Linked DNA regions of Mus musculus: region 2 is linked to region 1. Evidence: chromatin contacts called from public HiChIP or PLAC-seq data. All regions are on one chromosome and are shown on one strand. Each heading gives the region's core, a stretch centred on a gene start, on an enhancer-like site or on the middle of the called end of the contact. The rest is flanking DNA. Distances are from core to core; before and after follow the strand shown.

What was found. HiChIP or PLAC-seq counts read pairs in DNA pulled down with a chosen protein or histone mark.
Region 2: a contact with region 1 is called in an H3K27ac HiChIP or PLAC-seq map of double positive thymocytes, with 7 times the contacts expected there. The contact joins the promoter of 4732440D04Rik here to the enhancer-like site in region 1. A contact is called at or near these places in 2 of 39 promoter capture datasets (cranial neural crest and hippocampal neurons) and 1 of 115 datasets of contacts at active chromatin or transcription factors (double positive thymocytes).

Annotation. Positions count from the first base shown.
Region 1 is chr1:4,998,634-5,006,435 of GRCm38.p6, reverse strand. The region is part of intron 1 of Rgs20 (regulator of G-protein signaling 20); the gene reads left to right. Among named protein-coding and RNA genes, the nearest start is that of Rgs20, 17 kb to the left of the region's middle. Within about 2 kb of position 5,150, at least 4 of the 459 cell types and tissues checked have an H3K27ac peak or open chromatin away from gene starts, as enhancers often do.
Region 2 is chr1:6,212,215-6,220,016 of GRCm38.p6, reverse strand. It overlaps 4732440D04Rik (a long non-coding RNA gene), which reads left to right and starts at 3,405. Exons shown (of 2, transcript XR_001778783.2): 1 at 3,405-3,461; 2 at 4,617-7,802. It overlaps Rb1cc1 (RB1-inducible coiled-coil 1), which reads right to left and starts at 5,355. Exons shown (of 24, transcript NM_009826.4): 1 at 5,060-5,355.

The DNA.
Region 1 (7,802 bases), core at 3,901-6,400:
AAATATATATGGGTAGACCTGTCTTTCTACTTTCTTTTTTTTTTTTAATTAGATATTTTCTTTACATGTCAAATGTTATCCCATTTCCTTGTTTCTTCTCTGAAACCATCTATCCCACTCGCCTCCCTCCCTGCTCATTAACACACCCACTCTGGCTTCCCTGTCTTGGCATTCCCCTATATTGGGGCATCAAGCCTTCACAGGACCAATGAATTCATGAAATTCTTAGGCAAATAGATGGAAGTAGAAAATATCATCATCCTGAGTGAGGTAACCCAACACAAAAGAACACACATGGTCTTTCTACTTTCAACAGCCCACTTGGTTCAGATGTGGAATCACTCCTATGTATTTGTAACCCTCTTCTTCTCTGTCTTTGAAATAGAATCTACTCTTTTTTTTATTCTGATGCTAATCAGCTAATCACACAAGGTAGTTTTTAGTCTCCTCTCCTAGAACCACACCACCACAAAAGAGAAGGAGGTTAAATTTAGATTAAAGTTTTATTTCTTTTTTTATTGAAACTGACCATGAGGTTTTTTTACATATCTCTGGTACAGCTCTGTGTTCAACTCTTGGGCCCAGCTGGTGGATCTATTTTTGGAGATGTTTGAAATTTTAAGTGGAACTTACCTACAGGAATTAGGCCCCTGGGGGGACGGGCCTCTGGGGGTGGGGAGGTACCTTCCAGCAGGTCCTCTCAGTCTCAGTTGGCTTACTGTCTGCCATGATGTGAGTACCACATACTTCAGTCACCATGATGCTCCTCCTCCTCATGCTCCCAGAGTCACTGTCTGCAAAGACCAACAAAATAAACGATTCTCTGTAAGCTGTTTCTCAAGGATTTCACTACAACAATGAAAAAGCCATGACAAGATTTTGTCTTCACCTCATGTCTTTTAAGTGTCTTGTTTCTCTTCTCTTCTCTTCTCTTCTCTTCTCTTCTCTTCTCTTCTCTTCTCTTCTCTTCTCTTCTCTTCTCTTCTCTTCTCTTCTCTTCTCTCTCTCTCTCTCTCTCTCTCTCTCTCTCTCTCTCTCTCTCTCTCTCATACACACAGGCAACAGACAGGCACGCAAACGTTTAAGTTGTTACAGTCCTCTTAAAACAAGGAGTCCAAAATGAATAACTACTAAACATTTCAATCCTTTGAAGATTTTTCCATTTCTCATTTTTATTCAGCTTATTTAAGACATTATTCTACCTGCTTAACACTTTATACCTAGGGTGTAGGGCACTAACATTTGGTGCATATTTTGGTACAATGTGTAGAAAATGAAAGTGTCAGGGAACAAAGACAATTTCAGGTCCTCCCTTGGCACATCAAACTAGAACATTCCGTCAGCTCAGCCCACAGAGAGGGCCTTGGGAGCAATATGGCTATTGAGGGATAAGGTAATACACTGGGAGTTTCCATTCTCCAGTTCTAAGCAACTGCACATCTGCTGAGGAAAAGACTCTATGGGTGCTCACTGAGAGCCATGCAAAAATGACGCAAATCTGTCTAACTGTGGCCAGTGTGTGCCTGTGGTATGGCCAGCATAGCTCTGTGAAGCAGTGATGAACTTCCAATCATGAAGCTGAAATACCTGGATTCAGGCCTTCTCATTGACTGATTAACAGACCTCAGGAACCTCGTGGAATTCTGTGAGTCTGAGTTTCTCCAATGATTTAAAAAAAAAAAAACGGGGGTGGGGGGGTTACGTATCTTGAAATCTCCATGAGATTAACTCAAAAATAAGATGTGAGTAAGGTATGTGTCTTAGAATTCCCTTTGCTGTGAGCAAACACTGACTAAAACAACTTGGGGAGGAGAGGATTTATTTGTTGTCCACATCCCAGGTCACAGTTCATTGAGGGAAGCCAAGGCAGCAACCTAGAGGCAGGAACTGAAGCAGCAGCCACAGAGGAACACAGAGGCTTGCTTAACCTGCTTTCTGATACAACCCAGGCCCGACTGCCCATAAATGGCACCACCTACAGACTCTAGGCCCTCAAAGACCAATCATTAATCATGAAAATACAGTTAGCCCTAGAGTACAGGAGTTCACAACTAACTCATCATAACACCTTTAATCTTAACACTTGGAAACCAAAGGCAGGTCTGGGAGTTTGAGGCCAGTCTGATCTACATAGTGAGTTCCAGGATAGCCAGAGAGACTCCGTTTCACACAAAAAAAAAAAGAAAGAAAGAAAGAAAGAAAGAAAGAAAGAAAGAAAGAAAGAAAGAAAGGAAGGAAGGAAGGAAGGAGGGAAGAAAGGAAGAAAGAAAGAAGTTGCCAAAAAAAAGAAAAAAAAAAGAAAAAACTTGCCTACAGACCAACTTTTCTCAAATAAGTATATATTGTGTTAAGGTGACAAACTCTAACCAGCACAGTATAATACATACACTTGCTCCTGTAGTCAAGGAAGTATGTGTACGAGGAAGGTGGTGCATTCATTGGGAATTGCTAATAGAAAAAAGAAGAGTTTGATAAGAAATGTAGATTTATCCTAGTGTCATGGATTGCCACTGAAGGTCCTAAATTTTTAATACACTTTGCAAGCCATTGCTCTTTCATTAGCTCATGCTATGCTTCAAAATATATGAGGCAGAATAACTATGAAGAAAGCGGTTAATTTAGCTCATAGTTTTCTGGAGGTTCATGGTGCTGACTGACATTGGTTGAGGTTTGGAGAGGCCTTCTTGGGTGCATCATGTCATAGTGGACACATGTGTGGAAGAACTACATCCTGTATACTAGTTCGTTTTTGTCACACTGACACAAACTATAGTCCCCTGGGAAGAAGGACTTTCAACTGAGTAACTAGTGCCACTAGATTGGCCTGTGGGGTGTCTCTGGGAGCATTTTCTTAATTTGTGATGCATGAGGGAAGACCCAGCTCATTGTGCCTGGGTGGATGATTCAGGTTGTAGAAGAAAGCAAGCAGAGCAACCAATAGAGAGTGAGCCAGTAAAGAGTGTTCTTCCATGGTCTCTGCCTTACTTCCTATCTCAAGGACCCGCCTTGAGCTCCTGCCCTGATGGCCTCCTGTCTCCTCCTTGGTCCTTCCATTAGTGATGGATTGTGGCCTTGGGGTTGTATGGTGAAATAAACTCTCTTTTTTCAATTTTTTTTTCTTTGTAAGAGTTTTATCACAGCAACAGAAATCAAGCTATGACAACCTGAAACAGAAAGCAGGGAAAAAAACTGGAGTCTCGTAATTGTTTTCAAGGACACTTGCCTAGTTGAACCATGGACCCCTTATTGCGTCATATACATTTGTTTTGTGTGTGTGTGTGTGTGTGTGTGTGTGTTTCTTTTTTTTGTGAAAATAGATTATTTTCCTCACATAATATATTCTGATTATAGTTTTCCATCCTATTCCTCCCAGTTCCTCCCTACCTCCACTCCCATCTGACTCATCACCTTTCTGCCTCATATTAGAAAACAGGCTTCTAACAGATACTAATCAAGCAAAGTAAAATAACATAAGACAAAAACTAACATGTTGGAATAGGACAAAGCAAGCAAACACAAGAAAAAGAGCCCTAGAAAAGGCACAAGGAGCACATAGAGACAAAGAAACTCAGTCACTTGCATATTCAGGAATCCCATAAAAAAAAAAACCACTAAACTGGAAGCCATGATATATACACAAAGGACTCATGATGGCCCTATGCATGCTGTCTTGAGCCCTGTAAATTTATATGTGCATCAGTCGTATTGATTTAGAGAGCTTTGTTTCAATGGTGCCCCCATCCCCTCAGGCTCTAACACTCTTTTCACTTCCTCTTCTACAGGGAGGCATGAGGGGAGGGATTTGATGGAAATATCCCTTTTAAGGAAGATTTTTTTATGGTCTTTTACTCTCTGTGTGTTGTCTGGCTGTGAGTCTCTGTATTTGCTCTCATCTTCTCTGATGATGTCTGATCAAGGCACTATCTATGAATATAGAAGAATGCCATTAGAAAATTTTCATTGCTACATTCTTTAGTAGAATAGTAGAATTTGCTTTTCCTTTAGATCCCTGGGCTATCTAGTCTCACATTCTTGGTCATGCAAGAATGGGTTTCATCTCATGGAGTGAACCTTAAATCAAAATAGGTATTGGTTAGTTACTGGAAGGAAAACTATCAGCTCAGGACCTCCAAGACCAAGTTCTCAGCACAAAGGAGATGCATTTGCCTGAGAGAAATAGAGGATAAGGAATAAGAGACAAAGATAAGAGATAGAGAATTAGGAGAAAAGAAAAGGAACAAGGGAGAAGGAGGAAGAGGATTTGTCCTGGACAGCATCTGTATGGAGAGGAGACAGATACAGTGCATAGGAAAATGGCAGTTCACATGTGAAGAAGGGGAAACCTTGTGTTAGGATGGGATGTTTAATTTTAATTGGACATGTCAACTAAGTGACCTAAGGAGAAATTTTCATTGTTGGACCTTGCTAGTCAGGCTTAGGAGGAGGAAGTGGTCAAATAAGGGAATAAACATTGGGAGTTAGCTTTAGGAATGTAATCTAACAGTCTTAGCAAGGCAGAGAGAATGAGAGGAGAAAGGCCTGCCAGAGCCATGCTCATCTTGCTTGAGCTGGGAAGACTCGCTTCAGTTACTCTCACAAGCTTTGTGTCACTGTTGTACTAGCAAATCTTGAAGGCAGGACATCATTATAAATCAAAAGTTTTGTAGCTGGGATGTGAATACTTCTCCTTTGGTTGTCTACAGAGTAGTTTCCTGTACCAAAAACAAAACAAAACAAAAACAACAACAAAAAACTAGCATGTAGGAGTGAAGGCTCTATGTGGTAACCAGCTCAACTTCACTGTATTCAATGAGTTGGGTAGGTGTCATCTTCAACAATGAAGCCTTGCCCACCAATTTCTGAAGAGCAACCTATAGTCTCGACAATAGTCTGTTTGTTTAGTGTTTCCCATGGGACTCCTTTGATCAACAATTTAACTAAATGTAACCCATTCCCTATTCAGCAAGCTTCATTTGGTGACAAATATCCCGTTGTGGTTCAGTGCCCCATTACTTGGTGATTTTATTTAGTTCTCCTTTATATATACATATATTCTAGGAAGCTTCTACTGTATTAGGCTTCCATACTCTTTTTCAAATGGCCATTAATTTTACCTGTCTCTCCCTGTATTCCCTACCTCATTTCCCTCTTCCCTCCCCATCCCAGCTTGATCCTCCCATCCCAGCTGTTCCCCATCTGTCCTAATTAGGGTTTTACTGCTGTGAACAGACACCATGGCGGAGGCAACTCTTATAATAACAACATTTAGCTGGGACTAGCTTACAGGTTCAGAGGTTCAGTCCCGTATCATCAAGGTAGGAGCATGGCAGCATCCAGGCAGGCATGGTGCAGGCAGAGCTGAGTGTCATACATCTTCATCTGAAGGTTGCTAGCAGAATACTGGCTTCCAGAGAGGAGGATGAAGGTCTTAAAACCCAGACCCACAGTGGTACACCTACTCCAACAGGGCCACCTTCTAATAGTGCCACTTCCTGGGCCAAGCATATACAAACCATAACACCATACATAACTGCATATTCTATTTGTCTTCCCTAGAGAGACCTGTCGTTCCTAGTCCTTTGTGAGTTTATGGATTGTAGCTTGGTTATCAGTTGTTTAGTGGGTAATATCCACATATAAGCAAATGCGTACAGTATGCATCTTTCTGGGTCTGGGTTATCTCACTCAGGATGATCTTTTTCTAGTTCTGTCCATTTACCTGTAAATTTCATGATTTTATTTTTTGAAAACCTGAGTAATACTCCATTGTGTAAATGGTCCATAATTTCTTAACTGTTCATCTGTTGAAGACATCTAGTTTTTTTGCAATTTCTGGCTGTTATGGTGCCCAATGAACATGGTTGAACAAATTTCTCTATAGTAGGATGTGGAGTCCTTTGAGTATATGCCGTAGAAGGTGTATCTGGAACTTGAGGTAGATCTAGTCCCGGTTCCGAGGAACCAACACACTGAATTCCTTAGTGATTGTACAAGTTTGCACTCCCACCAGCAATGGATGAGTGGTCCCCTCATTCCTCATCCTCGCCAATATGAGCTGTCATTTCCTTTATTGATCTTGGGCATTCTGACGAATGTACAATGAAATCTCAAAGTAGTTTTGATTTGCCTTTCCCTGATGACTAAGGATGTTGAACATTTTAAAAATGTTTCTCAGCCATATAAATTTCCTCTTTTAAGAATTCTCTGTTTGGATTTGTATCCCACCCAACTTTTTTGAGACAGGGTTTCTCTGTGTAACAGCCCTGGCTGTCCTGGAACGTGATTTGTAGTCCAGGATGGTCTTGAATTCACAGAAATCTACCTGCCTCTGCCTGCGAAGTGCAGGGTTTAAAGGCATGCACCACCATGCTCACCTGTGCCCACTTTTAAGTTGGGTTATTTGTTTCTGGTAATATCTATTTTTTTGAGTTCTTTATATATTTTGGAGATTAGCCCTCTATCAGATGTATAGTTTGTACAAACTTGCCCCTTGCTGCAGCCTGCCATTTTGTTCAAATGGTGGTGTCCTTTGCCATACAGAAGCCTCTCAAGCACATTTATCAATTATTAAGTATTAGTTATTAATTAGTATATGTAGTAAGATGTTCTATTCAGAAAGTCTTTCCCTGGGCCAATGAATTCAAAGATAGTCCCCACTTTCTCTTCTATCTGGTTGGTGTGTTGAGGTAAATCTCCAACCCAAAAAAGCCGGGTCAAAGAAATCACAACTCAATTAATAGGAATACAAGCGACACACCTAGATTGGGCAGATCTACCACTACACCAATCTGTTTCCCATCGATGAGATCCCTTATAACTTGAGGTTTCTTCAAGACACAAACTCTGCCCCATCTTCCTTCCACCTCCTCTTACTCCATCATCCTCTCTCTCCTCTTTCCCTTCCCCCCCAAACTTTTCAGCTCCACCTTCCCTGCTACTGCCAAATCACTGGTAGCCTTTATCTGAAAAGTTATGGTGGAGAGAAGGTTCACAAGTCACCTGTATACATGATTCACTCCTCGTCTTCAACCCCTCCTGGGAAAGCAGAACTAGCATCAAAATATAAGACCAGGGCTATCCAAAACACTTCCCCCTTTCTGTCCAATTAAAAGACTTTTATCTCTGATATAAATTGAGCACATTACCATTTTGTAGTTTATAAAGTACAAGATAGACCTAACACCCAGCCCATCATTTTTGTCAATTAAATAGGACCTCTGCCATCTGTCCTAACTTAAAAGACTTATAATCCTACACCTGACTCATGTCCTGGCATGAGATTGCATGCCATCTGAAAACATCCTCTGAAATTTATATCATCTTTCTCAATGCTAAACATCTTGGGCTGGCTATGAGACTACCAGTCTTCAACCCTGTCAGAAGTCTAAGAACAACTAATATTGCCTGAAAATATGAGAAGCACAAAATATAGCTTCCAAACCTCAGCCAGTTTATAGAGACTGCTGATCACCTGGACAGTCCCTATTCTTCAAAACGTTAGAGCTTTGGTCTTCAGCCTTCTGGCCCAGGATCATCTGATAGACCTTTTGCAGAATTTTGAAGGGCTGATTACCTTGAGATTATCAGTCGACTGTTCTGCTTAGTGTGCCCTTTTTTCTGGACAGTATTTTGTCTGTAGATGAAATGAGACAATTCTTGCCTAGTGGCTGCCTCACCACAACCGGAGCAACTCCATTGATTCTCAATTTCTTCTTTTTAATCCAAGACAGGGGTGCTGTCAGGAGCAGACAGGTCTCTAGTCAAATGATCTTTAATGAAGAAATGTCCATAAACATCATATT
Region 2 (7,802 bases), core at 2,156-4,655, 1.2 Mb before region 1:
AGTTGTTTTCAAGTTTAATAGAGCACAAGATCTGGAAGTTACTAAAGAAAGCAAACTAAAGGCCTCATGGAGAAAAGCAATTTGAAGTAATTTTATCTCATTTCTAATTCTGCAAACTGCAGTTCTTAGCAATTCTACCACTCTGAGTGATGATGACTGGTTTCTGCATCAATGAAAATAACATTCACCACAAAGGCCATATGGGTTGCCCAGACCAAGAACTGGGTGTCAGGGCTGGTGAGGTGGCTCAAAGGGTAAGAACACTGACTGTTATTCCGAAGGTCCTGAGTTCAAATCCCAGCAACAACATGGGGTTTTACAACAATCTATAATGAGATCTGATGTCCTCTTCCTGTGCATCTGAAGACAGCTACAGTGTACTTATTTATAATAATAAATAAATCTTTGGGCCAGAGCAAGTAGGCACTGAGCAAGCCAAAGTGCTAAATTCAATTCCCAACAACCACATGAAGGCTACAACCATCTATACAGCTACAGTGTACTCATATACATAAAATAAATAAATCTAAACAAACAAACAAACCAAAAAACGAACTGGGTGTCAGTCTCTGCAAATCAGGTGTACCACCTTTTAGGTGGCCCAGACCAACAACTGGGTGTCAGCCTCTGCAAATTAGATCACCCCATATACAGCTACCAGGAGAAAACAGTAGGACTGCCATCTTCTTCACAAAGAAAATCTGTTTCATAAAGGTTCATATCTTAAGTGTTTGCCTTCTCTGACACTAGGTAAGCATGCTCAGGTAAGCATTACACGGAGATAACTAATATAACATGCTTGTAACCAAAACAGAACAGAAATACTTTTAAATCAGAAATGGAATTCAGTAGTAGAGTAGGCACATTCATATACACAATAATCTGGTTTTATAATACTGAGGTCAGCCAGGTCTACATAGTTAAGAGTGTCTGTCTGATGACTGTCGCCTGAGAAGCCTTGTTAGAGCCTCCTTACAAATACAGAGGCAGATGCTCACAGCCAACCTTTGAACTGGGCTTGGGGTCCCTAATAGAAGAGTCAGAAAACGGCCTGGAGGAGTTGAAGGGGTTTGCAACCCTATAGGAAGCACAACATTATCAACCAGCTAGACCCCCGAGCTCCCAGAGAATAAGCATCAACAAAGGAGTACACATGGCTCCTCCTGCATATGTAGCAGAAGGTGGCTTGTCATGCATCAGTGGGAGGAGAGGTCCCTTGGTCCTATGAAGGCTTGATAGATGCCCCAGAGGGCAAGGGAGGTGGGAGTGGGTGGATGAACACCCACATAGAAGGGAGGATGGGATAGGGTGTTTCCAGAAAGGGGAGGAACTGGGAAAGGTGATAACATTTGAAATGTAAATAAGGAAAATACCCCCCCCCAAAAAAAGTCTCGGTTTGTGACTGTCTCTCTCCTTCGTTCTACAGATGGTGTTGGATCTCTCTAGAGCTGGACTTACAGCAGGTGGTGAGCAATATAAAGTGAGTGCTGGAACTGAACTGGGGTCCTCTGGAGAAGTGAGTGCTCTTAACTGCTGATACATTTCAAGCCCCCAAATATTTAAAGATTACATTTATTTTATGAGTCAATTTGCCACAGTACTTGTGAAGATTAAAGAACAAGTAATGATATTCAGTTTTGTTTCCACCATAATGCCATACATACTATCATGTATCTTACCTGAACTGCATAATATAAAAATAATTTTACACTACGGCACTAACATTCTGGCATCATATCTAATTCATCAAAACTATATAAAATCCATGACTTTAGAGAACATTTTCTAATTGTATATTTTACTTTACAGTGTATATTAACTATGAAACAAAACCCAAATTACCTATAATACTGAATTAGCTTTTACTCTATCAGACCAAGACTATAAACACAGGGCAGTATCAAATGTCATTTGCTGTCACCAAAGGCTATGGGAAGAACAGAATAGTAGTGAATTATAATCTGGATACATATTCTTTGGGCAGCTACTGACCAATTTTTATATGGATAGTGAAGGAAAAACTGATGTCTCAAACAATGAAAACAGATCACTACGTTTTTGTTTTCATAATTACAAGTCAATAATATTAGAATTAAATCCAGCAAAAATCAGTAATCTTAAGGGCACTCATTAAACATCTGAGAAAGCTGAAACTACTAAGTCTCCTTATGACCACTCAAGTTCTGCACACACTTGCAGACTCACTAAACTTAACAGAAGGGTAAAAAGGAAAAGTAATGCTTTTAGGACCTTAGACAATAATCAGTTTTATGATAAGCAAACTACGCTTCCTAGGTCCATAATGCAAAAAGAATTCTAGAGAAATGTGCTAAGTACTATGATTTTATCTAAAAAGTACATTGCATAACCCAACATGCCACAATCTGCTTCTCTAACCTCCTTTCTAAACCAGCAATTGATATTGGTCATTTTTCCTTCTTTAAAATGCCCAAGGGTTATCTAAACACACACATATGAGATATATGTTACTCTAGTTCAGTGTTATTTACAGGTGTACTTTGTAAGATCAATCAACATGTGAGGAACAGATTCGAGTTCAACTGTTTCCCAGACTTGCTATATCGACTGACACTCAACTCTGTGCCTTTACACATGCAGGGTCCATGAGCCATTTTAAAAAAAAACAAAAAAAAAAAACTACAGCTCGGTGTGGTGGCACACGCCTATAATCCCAGCACTCGAGGCAGAGGCAGGTGGATTTCTGAGTTCAAGGCCACCCTGGTCTACAAAGTGAGTTCCAGGACAGCCGGGGCCATACAGAGAAACCCTGTCTTGAAAAACAAACAAACAAACAAAAAAAAAAAACCAAAAAAAATTACTATGCATAAAACTTGAATGTTAGCCGGGCATAGTGGCGCACGCCTTTAATCCCAGCACTTGGGAGGCAGGCGGATTTCTGAGTTCGAGGACAGCCTGGTCTACAGAGTGAGTTCCAGGACAGCCACAGAGAAACCCTGACTCGAGAAAAAAAAAAAAAAAGCAAAAAACAAAAACCAAACAAACAAAAAAACTTGAATGTCTACAGAATGCCTCTTCCTACTACTACCCCTCAATCCTGGCATTCTATCTTCAGTAACCTCTCATGGAATATGCCTTTAATCAGAGCCTTCCATATTTTTTATTTCTTCTCTCTCTCATACCTCCAAATGGGTCCTTTTGTCAAGTAGACATAGCTTCTTAAATTCTCAAGACAATAAGACACCTTATCCAAAATTTCAAACCCACCCTCCAATAGAGACACACACTTCTTAATCTTGGCTTGCTTCTATGTTCACTTATGTTCTCACTTTTCTTCTGAATGATAAGAGACTGGAGTTTGCCTGCTGCTGAATAATTAATTACCAAGGCATCACTAATGAATACTTACCACAGCTTACTCTGAGATGTGTCAAGTCTTGGCAAAAGGGGGCCAAGAGCTGAAGGTCAACCTCAACTACAATGTACACCTCTAAGCAAAGCTCTCTTAATCAGGTAGTCGTTGAAACATTTTCCTCTCAGGTCTAACAGTGGCTCAGGGATATTACACCTTACAGAGCATGCTGGAAACTGAGTTTTAGTCCTAGCAGTACACACTAACAAGGCAAGAAACAAAACAAATAAACAAAAACAACTGGGGGAGACACCAGTCCTTTCATCTTTTGTCCTTTGGCTTTTACAGATCTATGTGTAAAGTCAATCTGCTGTGCATTCAAACCCTGATGTTTGCCATAAAGAGTGCTGCCTGTTCCCTCCATCTCCCCCCACCCCAAGAGAACCCTCTTCTCTCCAGGCAGAGGGCTGCTTCATTGTCTTCCCTAACTCAAAATAAAACAAAATTTTTAAATTTTGCCTAAGTCCACTAACCAATTACATTAATAAGATTTATCAATGTAAATGCTACATTATGGGCCTGACACACCCATGGCATAACTATGTAAATACCATTTATTTTGTTTTTCTTTTTTCAAGACATGTTCTCGCTATGATTCCCAAGACCACCTTAACTTACTGAGTAACTCAAATAACTTAAAGCCATCTTTCTGTCTCAGCCTCCTGGAATGTTGAGATGAATATAGCAGCTACCTTCTAAGCCTTGGCTAACGTTTAAAACAGATATAAATGCTAAAAAACATAACAAAAACTTAATTGGAAAGCGATGATTTGCGTTGTATTTGGTAATAAGACTAAATAAAATATTTCACACATAACAAGTCCATTTATAGATCCCCTCCCCCAAAAAGAAAAACCACCTACTGAAATACAGTACCAACATTTGACTAGGAACACAGATTGGTTCATTTTTAGGCTGCTTCTAAACTGCTTGCTAGCTTTGCAAACCCTCAGATAAGTAAGTCTCACCAATTCTTTACAGAAAATGGTTAGCAAAATGTATAAATTTTAACGCTCATAATAGACTTGTCAACATCCGCACCCAACTGAATGTCTTGCAGGGACTCTATCAATAAGTGAGTCCACGAGTGTTCCGTGGCATCAGTCCTATGTACCAGTTCATGGAATGATCACATTTTAAAGACTCATGACGGAAGGGACAGGATTACGAAACCATAAACAGTCACCATAGCACATCCACCACTCTGTAGAGAAAGTACTGACAGCACGTTCGAAAGCTGTCATTTGTACCAAGTTTTGGTACTCCCATAAGCCCCCACCCCAAATCCATCTGCGGGGCGAGCGAGGCTGAGTCATTCCAAGGAGTAACTTTACACCGATGCTTGCACTCCGGGGTCGGGACAAAGGCATCACCTCTAGGTTCCTCCCGTCAGGGCACTCCGGCCCTGGCCCAAACCCTCTCCGGTTTCCCGAGCCCGACACTCCAGTGCACCGAGCCCTGGAGACGGAGGCCGCGATTCAGGCCTCGGGTGAGCACCGGCGTCCTGCCGCTCCCGCGATCCTGTCAGCGGCCAGCGGGCCTCAGGGTCCCCGTAGGACTGCCGCGGCGACCCTCCGAGCCGGCGCCGCCAGACGCTCCGGCGAACCCGTCAGGTGCTGAGCGGCCGGGCCAAGCCCGCCGCCAGATGGGAGCAGGGGCGGCACTTACCCGGCAGCGCCTCCTCCGCCCGCGGCAGCAACACAGCCGGCGGCCCTCCGCACCATCTTCTGCCGCCGCCCTGGCCTCGGCGGCGGCTATCAACCGCCCCTGCGGCGCCGCCAACCGACACAACCGTCGGCGCCCAGCCGCCGAGTACCCGGCGAGGCCCGGAAGGATGGGAGTCGGGCGCAGCCGCTGCTCCGGCCCCTCGGCTCCGCGCGGGGACCCGAGTCCGCCGGCCGAGGCACTGAGAGCTTGGCAGGGCTGGGTCGCGGCCGCCGTGGGGTTTGTTATTGTCGACTCGGCCTTTCCGCCGCAGAGCACGCCGGGAAACAGCCAGCCGGGGGAGGGGTGACTCAGGTGTCTGCGCAGATCCGGAAGTCGCTGGGCTGGCCGGACGGGCGCGGCTCGGTCGGCGAGCGTAGTCCCTGGCTGGCAACTTGTCTGTCCTTCCCTGACCCTGGAAGGTATTTCGGTGCTTGCCTTGGACGGCCCCAAGGTGAGCGTGACCTTCTGGCCGCGGCAGACCGACCTCGCCAAACCTGGGGCAGCCCCAACAGGGGAACCGGAGGCTGACGAGTGAGCACCAGCACAGATCTGGGGCCCTCATCTGCTGCCCCGAAATCAGCCGACTGTCACCTGGGCCACTCGTACCGGGACTGCCAGAATGGCAGGCTACTCGGAAAGTATGCCTGGCATCTTTGCAAGGGTGGGGCGGCCCAGAGTCAGACCAGGTAAGTAAAGAGCACGTCCAGAAGAGGAACCGAAGCAAAGTGGACTGTACTGTAAGCGGCACGACCGAACAATACTGAGGTCGATAATAGGTCAACAGCATCAAGATTAGAGAAGAGAATGTCAGCTTATGAGAACATTACATTTGTATTCGGGCTTAGGCAAGGACTTGAAACTACAAAACTTGAGTTTGATGAGAAGATGTTTGTTACAAGCAGGCTCATCAATTATGTGACGTAAACACGTATTAAATTACTATTCCCAGGAATATCTGATAGAGGTAAAAGTTTAGGAATGGTCTCTCTAAGCCAACAGTTAGCGGTTCCCGACAAAATGAGACATAAGGGGTATTAAACTGATTGAGATCTGCAGTTCTTTATTGTGATAGACACTGGAAAAACAGTAGTTGTGTTTTAAGAGTTGTTTAGAAAGGAGCTTGTTGCTTATCTCACTTTGTTTTTAACTTTGCACTTCTGCCATATCCCAGAAAAATCTTGTATGCACACTGTTATACATATTGAGTATTTTTTAAACTGGAATTTTAGTACATTACACCAGCAAATAAAGCAAAAATGGAAAAAGAACAAGCACTCAATTTTTGTGCACCAGGGGAAGTAGTGAATTGGCAAGACTAAAGAGAAGAAAAATTGTTAGTATATTAACAAATGTAAGCTATATTGCAGTCTAGCTAGAACAATGAAGATCAAAGCTGGCCGGGTGGTGCACATACCTTTAATCCCTTCTCTCAGAAGCTGAGGCCTGCTCTACAGAATGAGCTTCAGGGAGCCAAGGCTACACAGAAAAAGGAAAATCAGGGCCGGTGAGATGGCCCAGAGGGTAAGGAGATCTACTGACTACCAAAACTGACAACCTGAGTTTCATCCTAGGACTGACGTCGTGGGAGGAGAGAACCACTCCTTGAAGTTCACACACACTAAAAAGAGCACCAAAGAGCTGTGTTTCCTCACAGTTAATAAGTACCATTGAATAGCAGAAATGTACTCCAGTTTCAAGTGTTAAAGTACCACTTGTCATGTTGTATACGTGGCCCAAACTTCTCTGGGAAACTGTTAATACAAATGTCTGTTACTTTATACTCTGAAGTGAATGTTTAGAGTTTATATGCATCTCAAATTATTTAGTAAGACTAAAGTGAAAATATGTTATATGAATTTTGCTAAGCAACATAGATAAATGTTAATAATCATGCATATCCATAAGTTTTCTGTCACAAGCTATTTTTCCTCATCCTCTTGAGCATTCTATTCTCCATAATAAACAAAAACAAACTCCTGCAATACTATGTGAAGCTTCGGGGCTTTTCTCAATGAAACTTCAAACAGATTTACAAGGACCATAGAATGATCTTTCATGGGGAGTGCAGAAACATCATTTCAACTTACTAAAGCATGGGCCGTTCTGCCTTCCCCCTCCTTGTGTTATCTCTATCCTATTGCTTGTAAACTCCTATCCATTTACTGTATTCTTTTTCCCCACTTCTCAATTAGAATATACTGTGGGTGATGTGAAGGTTGGTTTCTGTATAAGACTACTTATTCTTGGCTTCCACTGAATTTTTAATTTAGTATCTGTCAATGTTTCAGTGAATTTTCAAGGAACAACTAAAAGTGCTTTTTACCAAGAACAGAACTGACTCCGTTCCTCCACATGTATGTGTGTACAATCAATTGAATCAAATGTAATTTTTAAAGTGAATTTTTTTTTTTTTTAGTTTTATAACTGGAGGAATTATGCAGTCTGAGTACTACAAATCATTTGAATTTTTAAGTCTCTTTTTCTCAGCTTAAACTTAAGCGTCTTCTAGTCTTTATCAGACATGTCTGTAATTCTGGATCTTTTAAGTGTTTAACATGCTGATTGTAAGCTCTTCTTTAAATATTAACCCCACCCCTGAATAATGATACGCATTCAGTACTAACATTTGTTAGCAGCACCTTACAACTTGCTCAAGCCCTCTTCTTCTGTCTGGCCTTGTATTAGCACTCATTATTTTTCTATC